4 separate regions of the Mus musculus genome follow, and regions 2, 3 and 4 are each linked to region 1. A link is a contact called in public HiChIP or PLAC-seq and promoter capture Hi-C data. All regions are on one chromosome and are shown on one strand. Each heading gives the region's core, a stretch centred on a gene start, on an enhancer-like site or on the middle of the called end of the contact. The rest is flanking DNA. Distances are from core to core; before and after follow the strand shown. Region 1 holds the start of Hk3 (hexokinase 3). Region 2 holds the start of Sncb (synuclein, beta). Region 3 holds the start of Tspan17 (tetraspanin 17). Region 4 has its middle 29 kb from the start of Tspan17.

The links. HiChIP or PLAC-seq counts read pairs in DNA pulled down with a chosen protein or histone mark. Capture Hi-C pulls out chosen DNA fragments and counts their contacts.
Region 2: a promoter capture Hi-C map of adipose tissue shows a contact between it and region 1. The contact joins the promoter of Sncb here to the promoter of Hk3 in region 1. A contact is called at or near these places in 9 of 39 promoter capture datasets (the 3T3-L1 cell line, the C10 cell line, the SN4741 cell line and 5 more), 6 of 115 datasets of contacts at active chromatin or transcription factors (SST interneurons, astrocytes, embryonic forebrain and 3 more) and 1 of 9 other capture datasets (adipose tissue).
Region 3: a contact with region 1 is called in a promoter capture Hi-C map of liver. The contact joins the promoter of Tspan17 here to the promoter of Hk3 in region 1. A contact is called at or near these places in 27 of 39 promoter capture datasets (the 3T3-L1 cell line, 3T3-L1-derived adipocytes, the C10 cell line and 16 more), 8 of 15 datasets of contacts at CTCF or cohesin (CD8 T cells, the NIH/3T3 cell line, embryonic stem cells and 4 more), 22 of 484 Hi-C or Micro-C datasets (the AtT-20 cell line, B cells, the HL-1 cell line and 14 more), 25 of 115 datasets of contacts at active chromatin or transcription factors (VIP interneurons, acute myeloid leukemia, bone marrow-derived macrophages and 14 more) and 5 of 9 other capture datasets (adipose tissue, bone marrow-derived macrophages, liver and 2 more).
Region 4: a contact with region 1 is called in an H3K27ac HiChIP or PLAC-seq map of microglia, with 6 times the contacts expected there. The contact joins the enhancer-like site here to the promoter of Hk3 in region 1. A contact is called at or near these places in 23 of 39 promoter capture datasets (the 3T3-L1 cell line, 3T3-L1-derived adipocytes, the C10 cell line and 14 more), 12 of 484 Hi-C or Micro-C datasets (the HL-1 cell line, the N1E-115 cell line, bone marrow-derived macrophages and 9 more), 6 of 115 datasets of contacts at active chromatin or transcription factors (bone marrow-derived macrophages, embryonic basal ganglia, embryonic stem cells and 2 more) and 4 of 9 other capture datasets (adipose tissue, liver, macrophages and 1 more).

The regions. Positions count from the first base shown.
Region 1 is chr13:55,019,862-55,023,334 of GRCm38.p6, reverse strand. Hk3 (hexokinase 3) reads left to right here and starts at 1,950. Exons shown (of 19, transcript NM_001033245.4): 1 at 1,950-2,189.
Region 2 is chr13:54,764,816-54,768,288 of GRCm38.p6, reverse strand. Sncb (synuclein, beta) reads left to right here and starts at 1,694. Exons shown (of 6, transcript NM_033610.3): 1 at 1,694-1,984; 2 at 2,597-2,726. The coding sequence starts at 2,606.
Region 3 is chr13:54,787,758-54,791,230 of GRCm38.p6, reverse strand. It overlaps Tspan17 (tetraspanin 17), which reads right to left and starts at 1,826. Exons shown (of 8, transcript NM_028841.3): 1 at 1,550-1,826. The coding sequence starts at 1,636. Eif4e1b (eukaryotic translation initiation factor 4E family member 1B) reads right to left here. Exons shown (of 7, transcript NM_001033269.3): 7 at 2,772-3,473.
Region 4 is chr13:54,816,993-54,820,465 of GRCm38.p6, reverse strand. No RefSeq gene overlaps it. Among named protein-coding and RNA genes, the nearest start is that of Tspan17, 29 kb to the right of the region's middle. Within about 2 kb of position 1,810, at least 24 of the 459 cell types and tissues checked have an H3K27ac peak or open chromatin away from gene starts, as enhancers often do. A contact at or near this core is called in bone marrow-derived macrophages and microglia, where this site is marked.

The DNA of each region.
Region 1 (3,473 bases), core at 701-3,200:
CCATGAGGCCTATCCAAAGCATAAAGAGTATGGAAGATGATCGGGAAGCTGGCTATGGGCATTGTAGGCTGAGAGGAGCATAGCAGGGAGGACCTGGCCTTCCAGCCCAGCGGTGATATCCTGGTTTTGCTGTTTGGCTCTCCCCATTCTACATTCCTTCTGGGTGGCTGCAGGCTGCACTAGGAGGTGTTGAGGGAGCCTTGTCAGGGTTTGACTCTCCTTTGTTGGTTAGTAGCCATCCTGTGTCCTCTTGACCTTCGCTGGCAAGTGCTGTGCCTCTGTTACAGACAGGACTGGACCAAAATGTTCACAGACGTCAAACCCTGGCCTTGACTTAGAAGCTCTCTGGCACTGTGACAACTACAGCCAGGACAACCCACTTCCTGGTGAAATGAAAACGGGACTTTGAGAATCACGGACAAAGAGTCATGAAATAACTTCCAGGAGCATACCCTCATGCTGACTAGAGTCTGCCGCTGTCGTGAATCATAGCTTGGCTTTCGCTTTCAGTTCCATAATCTCCCCCGACTAAATGGAGTTAAGGCACTGGAGCCTCAGACTAAGCATGGTGCTGTGTTGTAGAGCACGGTCAGTTTGCCTTCCCCTACATCATTCTTGACTTCTCTGTCTCTCAAAGCTTGTATGTCTGCTTGGTATCCAGGAAACTGCAGGTAGGGCTGTATTTGCCGTGTTTATAGGTCAGATCACATCAAAGCTGCTACAGGAGCCACCTCTGCTCGCCTGTGTCCTGTGGAGGCCTTCACTAACTGAATAATAGCATGACTGCTAAATAGCAGTCTTGTGCCCACCAATTTGCCTGAGTTCTAACAGGCACTTAGAAGCTGCTTTTGTTAGGCATTGTGTCTGACTACAGCTTGCTCTGCATGGACATGCTAATTACTCAGGGAGTGCCTGTCTCTCTGACCCATCTCTTCCTTCAAGGCTGAAGGCACAAAGTTAGGTCACGTCCTAAACCTCAGTCATTTTGTATTCTGGGACCAGCAAAGTCTCGCAGGATAGCACTTTCCTCTCAAATGACAAGTGTGGTATCCAGACTGGCCTCCTTTGGATGACAGAAGAGCTTGTCAGACTACCTTGCAGGATAAGAGCTGAGAGTGAGGGGGTGGAAGCACACCTGGATCAATACTGCTAACTTATGTGTATCTCTTGACTCTGCCCCACTCCTTCACTGTTTGAGCATAAAGCTCTTCTAAGTACCCTGCAGAGAGTCCTGGAGGTCACTGGACCCCTTTATCTGTCCCTCTTCCAAACACACACTGCTTTTCATTATTATTCATTTCTTTAGTTGATATATTGGGGGTAGCTGAACACACACACACACACACACACACACACACACACACACACACACATGCTTAGTTCCCCAAGACTGTATTTCAGGAAAACAGTTAAGTGGAAAAGCAGTGTAGTGGCCAGTAGAGTAGCTCCACAGAAGCTTAAGAACTCTATCTTCCACAAGAGAAGACCCCCAGGCAAACCTCTTGCCCCATCTTGCCTTACGGACTCTTTAGACTTCTCGGCCTGGCAGTTACTTCTTCCGCCATGTATCTCAACTACGGGCATTCTCATTAGGTCCTGAGAGCTATACCTGATTCTATCACACACACACACACACACACACACACGCACGCACGACTCTTGACTGCATACATGCTCTCTTCTTTGTGAAAGGACTTCACCAACTTGCCCTGCCCACTCTCCTGCAGTCATGATGGCCCTTCCTCTTAGGCTCCTACATTGCTTCTTACACAGTTCTGCTTACTACATTTTGACACGTTGCCTAGTTCAACCACAAATTTCTAGGCTGGTCTCCGCTTCTTTCCAAGGAACTTGGCACTTGAAAACTTTGTGTATAACACGAACAGCGCTCCTAGCGCTGCTGAGAGAATATTTTGGAGTTCTTAACCTCGTTGGGCCTTCAACTTCCTGTGGTCATCTGGCTTGTTTGTACCATGGCCCTGCCCATTCTGGGCTCCGTTGAGAGCAGATTTGTAGGGAAGTGCCCTTTCCTGAATTAGCAGATTTCGGTTAAGTGGCTACAGAGGAAGGTGGAGCTTGGGGAGCTGACCCAGAGTTTTCACTTTTGAGTTTAGTCCAGTATCACTGTGGTCATATTTGGGAGAAGAGCTGAGCCCCCGAGGAAGGTGATCAACTTCTGAATCTCCCAGGTAAGCACTTCCTCTAATTCCTGCAGGCCTCGTCTCAAGCCCTCGGCTTATCCTATGGCTAATGGAGGTTAGCAAGACTGTGCTATGAGTTCTCACTGGTGACGGTGGTGCCCAGCCTCAGGACCGGTCTCTAGAATACCATTCAAAAGCAGCACTTTGGAACCATGTCTGATTCAGATGAGAAAAGTCAAGAAGCTCTTAATTCAAACATGTGTAGACTTTCGACTTGTTTCTGGTGACAGTGGAATGGAGACATGCCCCTCACTGGAAGAAGAGAGAGGTCCAAATGTATGAACCTAGAGTTTAAATCCTAGGGTTCCTTGCAGGAAACCTCATCGTCTGGCACGTGCGGAGTAAATGTTGAGTGTGCGAGCAGGTAAGTATGTGAATGATTGTGTTAGCTGGGCCTTGAACGAAGATAGTTGCGTCAGTTACCTTATTTTATCCTTTAACAGACTACTGGAATGTATGTTCTCTTCTGACAGATTGGAAACTAAGTGGTGATACACACACACACACACACACACACACACACACACACACATATAATTTAGGGGAGAGTTGTCAGAAACAAATTTCTTGCTTTACCAAATCTACTGCCTCCTTTTGAGACAGGGTCTCACTATGTGGCCCAGGTTGTCCTCAAACTCCTGATACTCCTGCCTCAGTCAACCAAGTGCTATGTTTACAGGCACGAGCACCAGGTCTAAATTTGCCCAACCCTGTCCCGGAATTGAAGTGCAGAGGTGACTCAGACATCACAAGGTTATGAGGCTAGCCCTTCAGAAATGGGGACCAACTTAAGTGAAAACTAAAAAGCAGATGACAGGGAGTCAGCATGTGTGGAGTTCAGAAGCTCAAGGAGTAGCAAGAGGAAGCTTGGGGTGAGGGCAAATGAGGATCCTGCAGTAGTACCACAGAGTTTGGCTCCATCTGTGGGAGGAGCCATGACAGCGTGAGCCGGGCTAGATTCAACCTGCGGAAGCAGAAATATCAGGAGACTCCTGGAATAGTCAGTAGTTGTGGGGACAAGAAAGAGAGGACAGGCATTAAAGTTCTTTCTCAGAGCCCCAGCTAGGGGCTAAGTGACTGTTCCCTTCTAAGCAAAACTCTTGATGCTTCTGGCCAAGTTGAGGGCAGATTTGTGGAAGGCTAGTGGAGAAAGGAATCTGCCTTTGTTGTGTTCAAGGGACCGCTACACTGCCATGGTGTGATCTAACAGACTGCTAGGATTGGCATTTGGATTAGGTCAGTGCCTGACTTGGAAGCTCCGACACACGAGTT
Region 2 (3,473 bases), core at 445-2,944, 250 kb after region 1:
TGGTTGTTGGTTGAGTCTAAGGTTGCAGAACCCTTTGATAGAAAAGATCAACTATATGTGTATATTTGTATGGAACATGTTTGTATATAATACATATGGTCTGTGATAAACACTTAATAGTGTGCACATATACACTTATATCTAATATATACAAATACTTATATACAATAAACAGATTGCTATGCATAAAACTATATTCTTACATATAACTTGTTAAATATGTAAGTATGTAATATAATTTTCTATGTATCGAAATCAGCTTGCTCAACACCTACAATCTTTGCACCGGCTTCTCACTAACACCATCTTTACTCATTAGTGTGTTGTTGATACGTGGGGTGGGGGCAGGGGAGAGACAGCTCATGGCTCCCAACCACACCATCACACTGTGCCACTGGGTGGATGTGCTATAAGGAAGTAACCAGATCTCTAAGAGGACGTTTAGAGCATTGTCAGTGTTTCCTACAGTGACTGTCCCGGCCCACGTGTAAGTGTGCACACGCAAGAATAGAGATCCGCAGGGTGAGTTCCTGGAAGGGGCACTGCTGATCCAAAAGGAGCATGCATTTATAGTCCTAGGAAACACTGCCAAACTGGCCTTCTTAAAGCCTCTGCCAACTTACAGCCCTACCACAGCCATGAGCATCCCCCCCCCCCCCGTGCCCTACTGTCTGCTGTTGGCACACCTCATCTCTCAAACGCCCAGACCAGCACTTCTGCCACCACTGCCCTCATCTGTGTTATATATCGTTAGCTTAAAACGCTCTTCTGATCTTGTTCCCGAGGGAAAACCTTACCCACCCCACGAGCCCCAAACTAAGTGCCACTTCCTTTTTACTTCTTTCCCTGACTCCCTGAGCTCACAGGGTCCCTTTCATCTGGGATGCCACACCTGCTTGGGTATAATTCTTTTATAGAACTGACTGAGGTCCTGCCGTGCATCTGGAATGCCCTCCCATAACCATAAACCATATGCTCTTGTCTGGGTCTTGAGCAGGTTGCACTGCATCCTGACTGCCCGTCAGCATGGTGGTGCCTCCCAGCCTTTGCCCTTGAGGGTCTGGTTCTGTGGATCTCACCCCCACCTGTCTAGGCCTACCTTGTTGCTTCTCCCGGATCTGTCTATTCCAAGTCGTTTCTTGGAAGAGGCCTTTGCTGTCTACCTACTTTGCCTCAAGTCCATTTCTTACATCAGCATTTCTCTGTCTTCCTATCTACTCTCACAGGCTGAAGTAACCCTGTATGATTCAAGTGTGGATACATTGATTTTGTTTCCTGCCTCTTGTCTCTGCACAGCCATGAGCGCGTCTTCCTGAGATACGAACCCTGCTTTTCTTTAGCACTGTTTCCACCCAACCTGCACCACCCATCCAAGCGGTGCCTAGAAGGGCATTGACTCCCTCCATTGGTTCTACAGAAGAGGAACCTTGCGTTTCAAAAGGTGAGGTAGGTAGTTCAAGATCCCACAGCTACTAACAAACGCAGCTAGGATTGGAATCGCTCTGAACTTCCAAGCCAACCGCATAATTTCTACACCAGTCCTCTCTCGCCGCATTGCCACCTCCCACCATCCTCAAAGACTACTCTTCTCCAGCACTAGGGTCCCCGGCTGCACGTCAGAGGCCCTCCCCTGGAGGCTCGCCTGCTCTGGGGAGATGTCACCCTCCCCGCCCCCTGTCAGTCAGGCGGAGGGGGCGGCGCGGCCACCAGGGGGGAGTGCTGAGCTCAGAGCTGCCGCAGCGCCGGAGCAGGAGCCGGAGCGGAGCCGGAGCGCGCGAGTAGCATCCTTGGTGGCAGAGCACCCAAGGCCAGAGCACTGCTGCACTCCAGCTCAGGAAAGGTGACTCAAGAGCCTGACCACGGCAGGACACCACTGGCCCCGAGTCCATCCATACCCAGCGTAGCCCAGCCCCGCGCATCTGCTCGCAGTAGCAGCCGCTGCCGCCACCACAGCTCCATCCCCCAGCCCGGCCCCGAAACCCAGGTGAGGCTCCGGAAAGAGCACCGAACTGGGGATCCAGGGGGATCTGGGGTAAGATGAGGAGCGGGATGGAGACTGCCCTGGGAGAAACGTGGGCACAGAAAAGGAAAGCGCTAAGCGGGCGCGGGCAGGTGCACTGCAGGATGCGCGTCTGTCCTCTCTGATTGCTACAGTCTGGGTGGACGTGCGGACGTGCGTCCGTGCCCGTGTGCCGGAGTGTCCATGCGCTTCTAAACGCCCCGTGTTCTGTGTGTGTGCACGTGAGCATGTCCATGGTGTGTGTTTGTATGCAGACCGTGTGACTGTTGTGTGTACAGACAGGCCCCGGTGTTCGCGCCGAGCCTAGCTTCCGGTTCTGCGGGCCTGCAGGTTGCAGATCTCCGGATAACTGAGGTGCTGGCCCCTCCCCGCATCCCGGGGTTTCAAGGACGCTAGGACTCGCCGCAGCATAGCTCTGAGGCCTAGACCTGGGAAGTAGAGAGGGTAGGAGGGGGCTCCCGGCCCAGAAGCGCGCCAAGTCTGAGGAAGGGAGGGAGGGGGCACCAGGTCCCCTGGGAGGGCCCGAGTGAGGGTGCAGAGCCAGCGCCCCGGCACTTGTGTGTTCGCCCTCCCCAGGCCGCCAGGATGGACGTGTTCATGAAGGGCCTGTCCATGGCCAAGGAGGGCGTTGTGGCTGCAGCTGAGAAAACCAAGCAGGGGGTCACCGAGGCAGCAGAGAAGACCAAGGAAGGCGTCCTCTATGTCGGTGGGCAAGGGGCTGCAGGGCTGGGTATCTCCTGAGGGTACCAGAAAGGGTCCTCAGAGTGATTGAGGGGTCTGGGCATGAGAATATGAGTCAGCAGATGGGCGAGGTCAGTAGGGGTCACTGGGGACACAGCCAGTCCATGGAATTGGGAGGTGGGGATGGGATGGGAGCTGGTGGAGATGATGTTCAAATGAAAAACCAGGGACCAAGGTGTTGAGCTCTCCAGAGTTTCCTTTTTCTTACCCCGTCATCACTATTAATAGTGACCTGGTGGGGAACCTTTACCTGAGGCCAAGAGCAATGAAATGCTATAGCATCTAACATTCCTGGGCTAGTCTACAGATCAGCGACTCTGGGGCCCTCTGTTAACCACTCTGCCCAAGGTCACACAGCTGGTAAAGCCAGAAGCCCGGGTATAAATCCCGCTGGAAAGCCCCACTTTCCTGGTTATTGGCGGGCTCTCTCCAGCTACCAGCCCCCGCCCCCCCCCCCCACACACACACAGCCTGTGGTTTTACCTTGGCAGTCTCTCCAGTTCATCGTCCCAGCAGCTGCCAGCTGGTATCAGGACAAAGGTCGGGAGGTTAATATCTCTCACCCAAAGTGTGAAAGGGGAGTTTGTAAGGGTTATTTGCATAATGAGAGAAAAGGGCTGGAAATGGAAGTTCACCCCTTGTTTCAGGGCTCAGATCATAGGTTAGGGCTTGCTCTTGTGGAAAAGAGCTGGATGTTTTGTCCAAGGTCATT
Region 3 (3,473 bases), core at 577-3,076, 230 kb after region 1:
AGACAATGAGAAAGATTAAGGTGCCATCGGGAGAACAGGCTGCCCAGACGACACCTAGGTGGTGTCCAGATGGCATACGTAGAGCTGGACAGAGAGGCACAGACCTATAATCCCACATTTGGGAGATGGGACATCAGGAACCCAAGGTCCCAGATTCCTTCCCATCTCCAGATGCTCTGTCACCTTTTCATACACCTACAGCCAACGAGAACTGATCCAACTCTGCTTTAAAACCCTGCCTGCCCCCATGCCACCCAAGCATAGGACCTTAATGTTCTGTCCATCTTTACTCCCCTGCCCAGGCGCCCCACCCTTGCCCAGGAACAAAGCTGGGACTTTCATCCCCCTACCCCCAGAGTTACTTAGCCTCTCTTCCTTCCCTCCACCCACTGATAATCATGTTTCTCGAGACAAATAATTTAAGCTCTTACCGTCTATTCATTCAGTCCCCTATCTGTAAACTACAGATAATAATAAGGCAGTCGGGAGAATGTGCCTCATCAGAATTCATGTGTTACTAAGCTGGGTGTGATGGCTCACACCTGTAATCCCAGCACCCAAGAAACTCAGACAGGAAAACTGCAGCAAATTGCAAGCCAGAATGGGCTAGAGTGAGACCCTGTCTCAACAACAAAAAACTCTCGTTTAATCTAACAACCCAGAAGGATAAACTCCAATACTGGCTCCTCCAAGGCTGGAAAGCTAAAGCCCAGAGAGCAAAGAGGCTCGCCCAAAAGCCTCTGGACAAGGCCTGCTACACTCAGGCCCTTTGACTTCCAGGCCAGCGCTCCCTGTAGCTGCCCACACCCTACAGAACAGAAGACTGCTGACATCCAAGGACACCCACCACAGGGCAAACCCGACGGCTCGTGGGTGGAGAACAGAGCCGCTGAATCCTGCTGAATGCAAGTGGGAAAGGCCTGGCATAAAGGACAGCAAGCACAGCCCGGCTTTGGCGATAGGATGGGGGAGGGAGAAGAGAAAGATGACTTGGCAGGACCAGGACACAGATGCCACACAGAAGGAAGCCTCTGTTTGTTTGGTCAGCTATGGAATGCTGAATTCTGTTCCCAAGGGACAGTTCCCTGTTCTCAACTGGAGCTCCTCTCCCTGCAGAGGCAGAGGCCTTGGCTTTCCTCTCTCCTAACCTCCTGGCTCACAAGCTTCTGAGCGTCTGTAGGGTAGACTCGGGGCTAGGACCCAGCCTCGCGAACCTCACCGCACCATGCTGGGAGCTGGAGTGGCCGGGAGGCGGGGCGGGGCTGGTCCGCAACTACCGCGCCCCTGCAGTCTTCCGGCAAACGCCGCCCCCTTTTTCGCCCAAACTTGGGGCTGCAAAGAGAGACTCCCAGCACCTCCTGCTGGGACTGGGTCCCGCCCCCCAGCTATCCCAGTAGCTCCCCAGAATAGTTGGGGACGGGGCATCGGGGTGGAGGGGGTGGGGGACAGTCCCTGGTCGCAAGCTCCTGAGACGGGATCTCCCTCACCAGCAACTGAGACTCCCTAACCCCTATCCTCAGCGCAGAGCGAGAAGCGGACTCGCGCTCACCCAGAAGACAATGTTGAAGCCAAACAGGAAGTATTTCCCGCAGCAGCCGACCTCAGGGTCCTGGAATTGCTGGTGCTTGCCGGGCATGGTGAGCGGCCACCTGCCGTCCCGGGAACCCGAGCCGGTGACCGGCCCAGCCCTCTGCGGGCCGCCCAGGCCTGGAGCAGCCCCGGGCCTAGCCCGGTGGCTGCGGCTTCATGGTCAAAGCCACACAGCTCACCGGCTGCCCCGCCCGCTGTGGCACCGCCCACGGCGCTCGGACAGCCACACCCGGAGTGCGGTGCCCTCATCCGACCCCGCCCTCCAACAGCGCTCCGGCCCCGCCCACAGTGTCAGTCCACACCCCGCCCCAGCAAGGCTCGGTCTTCTTGGAGCCCCGCCCACGACCCCGTCCCAGTCAAGTTCAGTCCTCACGGGCCCCGCCCATAACCACGACTCCGCCCCCAGCCGGGCTTAATCCTCTCAGGCTCCGCCCATGCCTAGCCGCTGTCCTCCCGCAGTCCCGCCTACGCCCCGCCCAAGGCTCTGCCCTAGCTAACTTCTGTTCTCGAGCTCCGCCTCTAAACCGGGTCCCGCCTCTGATGAGCCCCAAACCCCGCCTCCAACCGGCCTCAGTCCTCCTGGAGCTCCGCCCTACTCAGCCTCAGTTCTGAGCCACAGTCGGCCTTCTTGGAGCCACGCCCAAGACATCCGTCTTTTTTTTTTTTTTATGGTCCACAGGTCTCACTTCTCCCCAAGACCCTGCCTCTGGGCCAGGCTTTGGCTACACCCCAGTCACACTCAACCCCTTGCAACCCCCACCTCTGAAGAGTCCCCGTCTCCTCTCTAAGTCCGTCCTCCAGTTAGCTTCTCTCAAGTTCCCCAAGTCCTCCAGAGGCCCCAGATGAGCCAACTGGCAAAGCTGGTGAGCCAAGTGTGAATAATTACAGTGGATCTCCAGTCTAAGATTCAAGAACCAGAGGAGTCCACTCCCCAGGGATAAGTGGTTGGGAATAGTGGGACCAATGAACAGTGCCATGCATTCACACACAGTGTAGTTGAATACAAACAGGCTGGCGTGCCATGCCACGCCTGTTCTGTTTTGCCTATTCCTATGGTCGCCCTGTCCCATACCTACTTGACTGCCTTGATACCTGGGATTCACCAGAGTCCTTCTGATGCAAAACAGGACAGAGCAGATGCAGGTTTAGGTACGTCTGATCTTAAATATTTAGATTCCAAGTTTGTTCCAGAAGTGTTTATTTAGATACAGAAAGGGCCTTAAGCATCATCAGCATCAAGTGAATCCCTCCTAACAAGACCACGGTGAAGCCTAACTACCACTGTAATCTCTTCACTCATGAAGGTTTATCCATCCATCATTTCAGCAGGAGGAGACACACAGAATCCATAGGACTGTCTTCAGATGGGAAGGCTGTGCAGGGCATTCCCAGTTCCCAGTCCTACCTGTCTTTACACAAATTCCTCTCTAACCTAGTCCATACTTGAAGGGGGGGGGGAGGAGAGAGGGAGGGAGGGAGAGAGGGAGGGAGGGAGAGAGGGAGGGAGGGAGAGAGGGAGGGAGGGAGGGAGGGAGGCAGGGAGACAGGGAGGGAGGGAGGGAGAGAGGGAGGGAGAGAGGGAGGGAGAGAAGGAAGGAAAGAGGGAGGGAGGGAAAGAGGGAGGGAGGGAAAGAGGGAGGGAGGGAGAACCCAATCACAACTGGTCCAGGGAAGGAACAGGTGTTAGGATGGGTACCCAAGCTACAGATCTGATGAGGGTAACCCCATAATCAGCCTTTAAGCTCACAGAGAACTGAACTCCTAACCCTTAATATCAGTGGCCTGGAACCATCCTCCCAAGACAGAAGAGCCTGCCTCAGGAGTCTCCTGTCCTTGTTTGGCAGGGTTGTGCCAGGACTTTGCTTTACCCTGCCCTTGGCAAA
Region 4 (3,473 bases), core at 561-3,060, 200 kb after region 1:
CCGGAGGCACTGAGTCCTAAGGTTAGGTCAGGAGGTGGCTGCAAGCTGCTGCGATGGCCAGAGTCCCTCAGACAAAGGCGACCCAGGTGGATGGAAAAGGCTCACCTCTCCTGAGTAGTTCCCAAGGCCCTGAGGTTCTGAGAATGCTTGGGGACTCTAGTTTGGCTACTTATCTCCTGCCCACGATTCCCCCAGGCATGGTACTTTAAAACTGTCTCCACTCACCAGTGGACGATATTCTGGTCAGTTCACATGCACGCACATACACACACACATAGACACACACACATGCACACATATATACACATTTGTACACACATACACATATGCACATACATATGTACACATGCACACAAATACACACATATGTACACACATATGCACATGCACACACATACACACATGCACACACATACATACTTGCACATAAACACACATATACACAAAAACACATATGCACACACACATACACAAACATTCACACACATACTCATATGCACATACATACACACATGTACACACTTACACACACATGCACACACACACACACACATAGCATCAGCAACTCCTCTACTCATCTGCTCTGGAGAAAACCCTGTTCTTGTACCTGAAAAGAGGGAAAGGGGTGTTCCTTGAATCACATTTGTAGTTGTGGAGAATTGGAAACTACCAATCGGTGCATTGAGGGGACAGGAACCCTGAGTGACAGTTCTGGGAACAGCCTAGAACCAACTGTGCCTACACAGAACTTGGAAACATGTTGAGTGAAAGTAGGTTGAATGACCCAGAACGGGTCTTTCCTCTTTAGAAACGGGGGAATACCCACAAAAACAGAACTGACATTTTAAAAGTCTCTGTGTAATTATAAAGCAAGAGGAGTAGGTTGTTGCCCCTGGGTTGGGCCAGAGGGGCCAGGACTAGGGCAAATGGACACCAGGAGTTTCGCCTGTAGTGTTCTAACCTTTCCTTTTATATGTACATATATGTGTGTATGTGTGTGCATGAGTATGTGTGTACATGTTTGTGTATGTGTGTGCATGTATGTGTGTGCATATGTGTGTGTATATATGTGTGTGTGTATATGTATGTATGTATGTGTGTATATATATATATATCTTCAAACACACTAGAAGAGGGCATTGGATCCCATTACAGATGGTTGGGAGCCACCATGCAGCTGCTGGGATTTGAACTCAGGACCTCTGGAAGAGCAGTCAGTGCTCTTAACCACCAAGCCATCTCTCCAGCCTCTCGAACTTTTTCAAAGGGAGAACAACATGCCAAACAAAAGGATTCCAGTGCTGCGCTGTCCCTCACAAGGACCCTCCAGGCTGCCCTGCCCTGCCCTCCTCGTCCCCTGCCATACACACACACACACACACACACACACACACCGTCCTCTACCCCTCCATGGACCCGGGGCTGAAGGCTGTTAGGTCTTCCATTTAAAACTCCTCAAGCTTGCAGCACGGGGAGTTCCTTATTCCCTCTCAGATGTAGCTGTCTGTCAGCAGTAATAGTCTCTTTCGATTTCATTTCCTTCAGCTCCTGCCAGCCACTGCCAAGCGCCTCCTTCCCATCCCGGCCTCACCCCTCCTCAGCCCCCAAGTCAAGGGAAAAAAATACATTTTTGCCTTTACTATGATGTATGTGATCCCATAAAATAGTGAAACAGATATGAAAGGTTGAGGGGAGGTAGATAAATGGCTCCTATTATTCTACCAATCAAATGAAATACCTCTCCACATCCTCATTTGAATGATAATAAAACTCCGAGAGGCTGCCGCTCTCTGTTGTCACCACCGCTAGCAGCTCTGTGGCTACAGACCAAGGTAACCTTGGGGTGTCCTCCGCAGAGGCCAGCATTCGGCTCCTCTGGCTCCTCTAGTCTCCCCCTCCCCCAACCAAGGAATCCCCCTCCTCTCACTTCCCCTCCCTTCCCTGCTCTAACCGGACAGCACTGGACCGTTATACACCTATTTGCTCAACCCCCATACCCTCCGAGATCCACAGGGTGGAATCAAAAGCCAGGGTCACTGCAGAATACCCTTCTCTCTGCCACAGCCTGTCACTTGAGGTCCCAGCCCCCTTCCCAGTGACCTCCACAGAAAGCCTCTGGCTATCTGCTGGTGTAGCCCTGTCCTCCAACCTGGGCAGTGTCACAAGCCCCATCCGTAGATGGATAGGGCTTATGTGTGGGCTATTCCGCTCCAAATTCCCTGCAGGCTGGTGCCACACTGGGTGCTTATGCAGTCTCGTTCATTCATTCCACGTACATTTTGAGAACAGGCCCTCCTACCCACAGACACAGGACCAGAGGAAGAGCTGGTGCCAAGCTACCTTCAGTGGGTTCCAGTGGGAGTGGGACCACCCGCTCTGAGCCTGACGTAAACAGGCCTTCCAATGGTTAGGCCTTAGAGTCTACAGTGTGGCTTCCCCTGTATCTCAGGTGCCTGCTTTGAGCTTGACTGAGGTCAACCCAACTCTCAACCACTGGGGGACACTAATGGCTTTTGTCTTCCATTCACTCCCCCTCACCTTGTCAGGAAATGAGTGGCCTTCACCTTTTCCCATCAAGGCCATGCTGGCTGCTGTCAGTCCTGGAGTCCACCCTGAGGGTAATAACCTGGGGGGGGAGCCAAGCTGGCCCCTCTTGGTTCTTTGGTTCTTAGCAGAATTTCTCATCTTGGTGGCAGCCCTCTAAAGAGAGGCCTGTCATGGCAGATGGTCCTTTATTTCAACGGTTTAGGCTAGAATTTTTCAGTTTTACAGTGTTGGAAGTGCCTATCCAGACAACCGTCCTGTTTCTCACTTTCAGCGTTATGTTCAATAAATTACCTGTGATGTTCAACACTTTATTTTAAATAGGCTTGTGTTAATGATTTGCCCAACGATGCTAATGAACACTTCTCAGGACAGCAGACTAGGCGAGTAAGCCATGATGCTCTGTGGGGCTGGAGGGCAGGGTGGTTTAGAGCGTTTTCCAATTAACAATAGTTTCAACTTACAATCAGTCTAAAGGCCTGGATACACAACATGTGCATGCATGCACTCGCACACGCACGCACACGCATGCACACACACACACACACACGCACGCACACGCACATACCATTCTGACCCAACTTTCACACTTTTTTTCCAGGTACTCTGCTTCACTAAGGTGGCTAAGTTTTTGGTCAGAGACTGACCAAGGTATGGACTATACCCAAGCTACCCCCCCCCAAGGCACTGGGACTTCTGTGTCACCTGCTGAACTGGGACACTCATTGTCTTTCTCTCCTTTGCAATAAATCCCTCTTCTCTCCAGTACTGGTGTCAATGCCTGGCCCACATATGTGGCCAGGTCATTGAAACAGTGAAACAGTGGAGATTCCCATTTTACAGATGAATAAGTGAGGCCCTAAGAACTAATGACACATCCAAGTTCACATACTTACTCTTGCTCCCCCTCCCCACCCTCCCATTCGGGG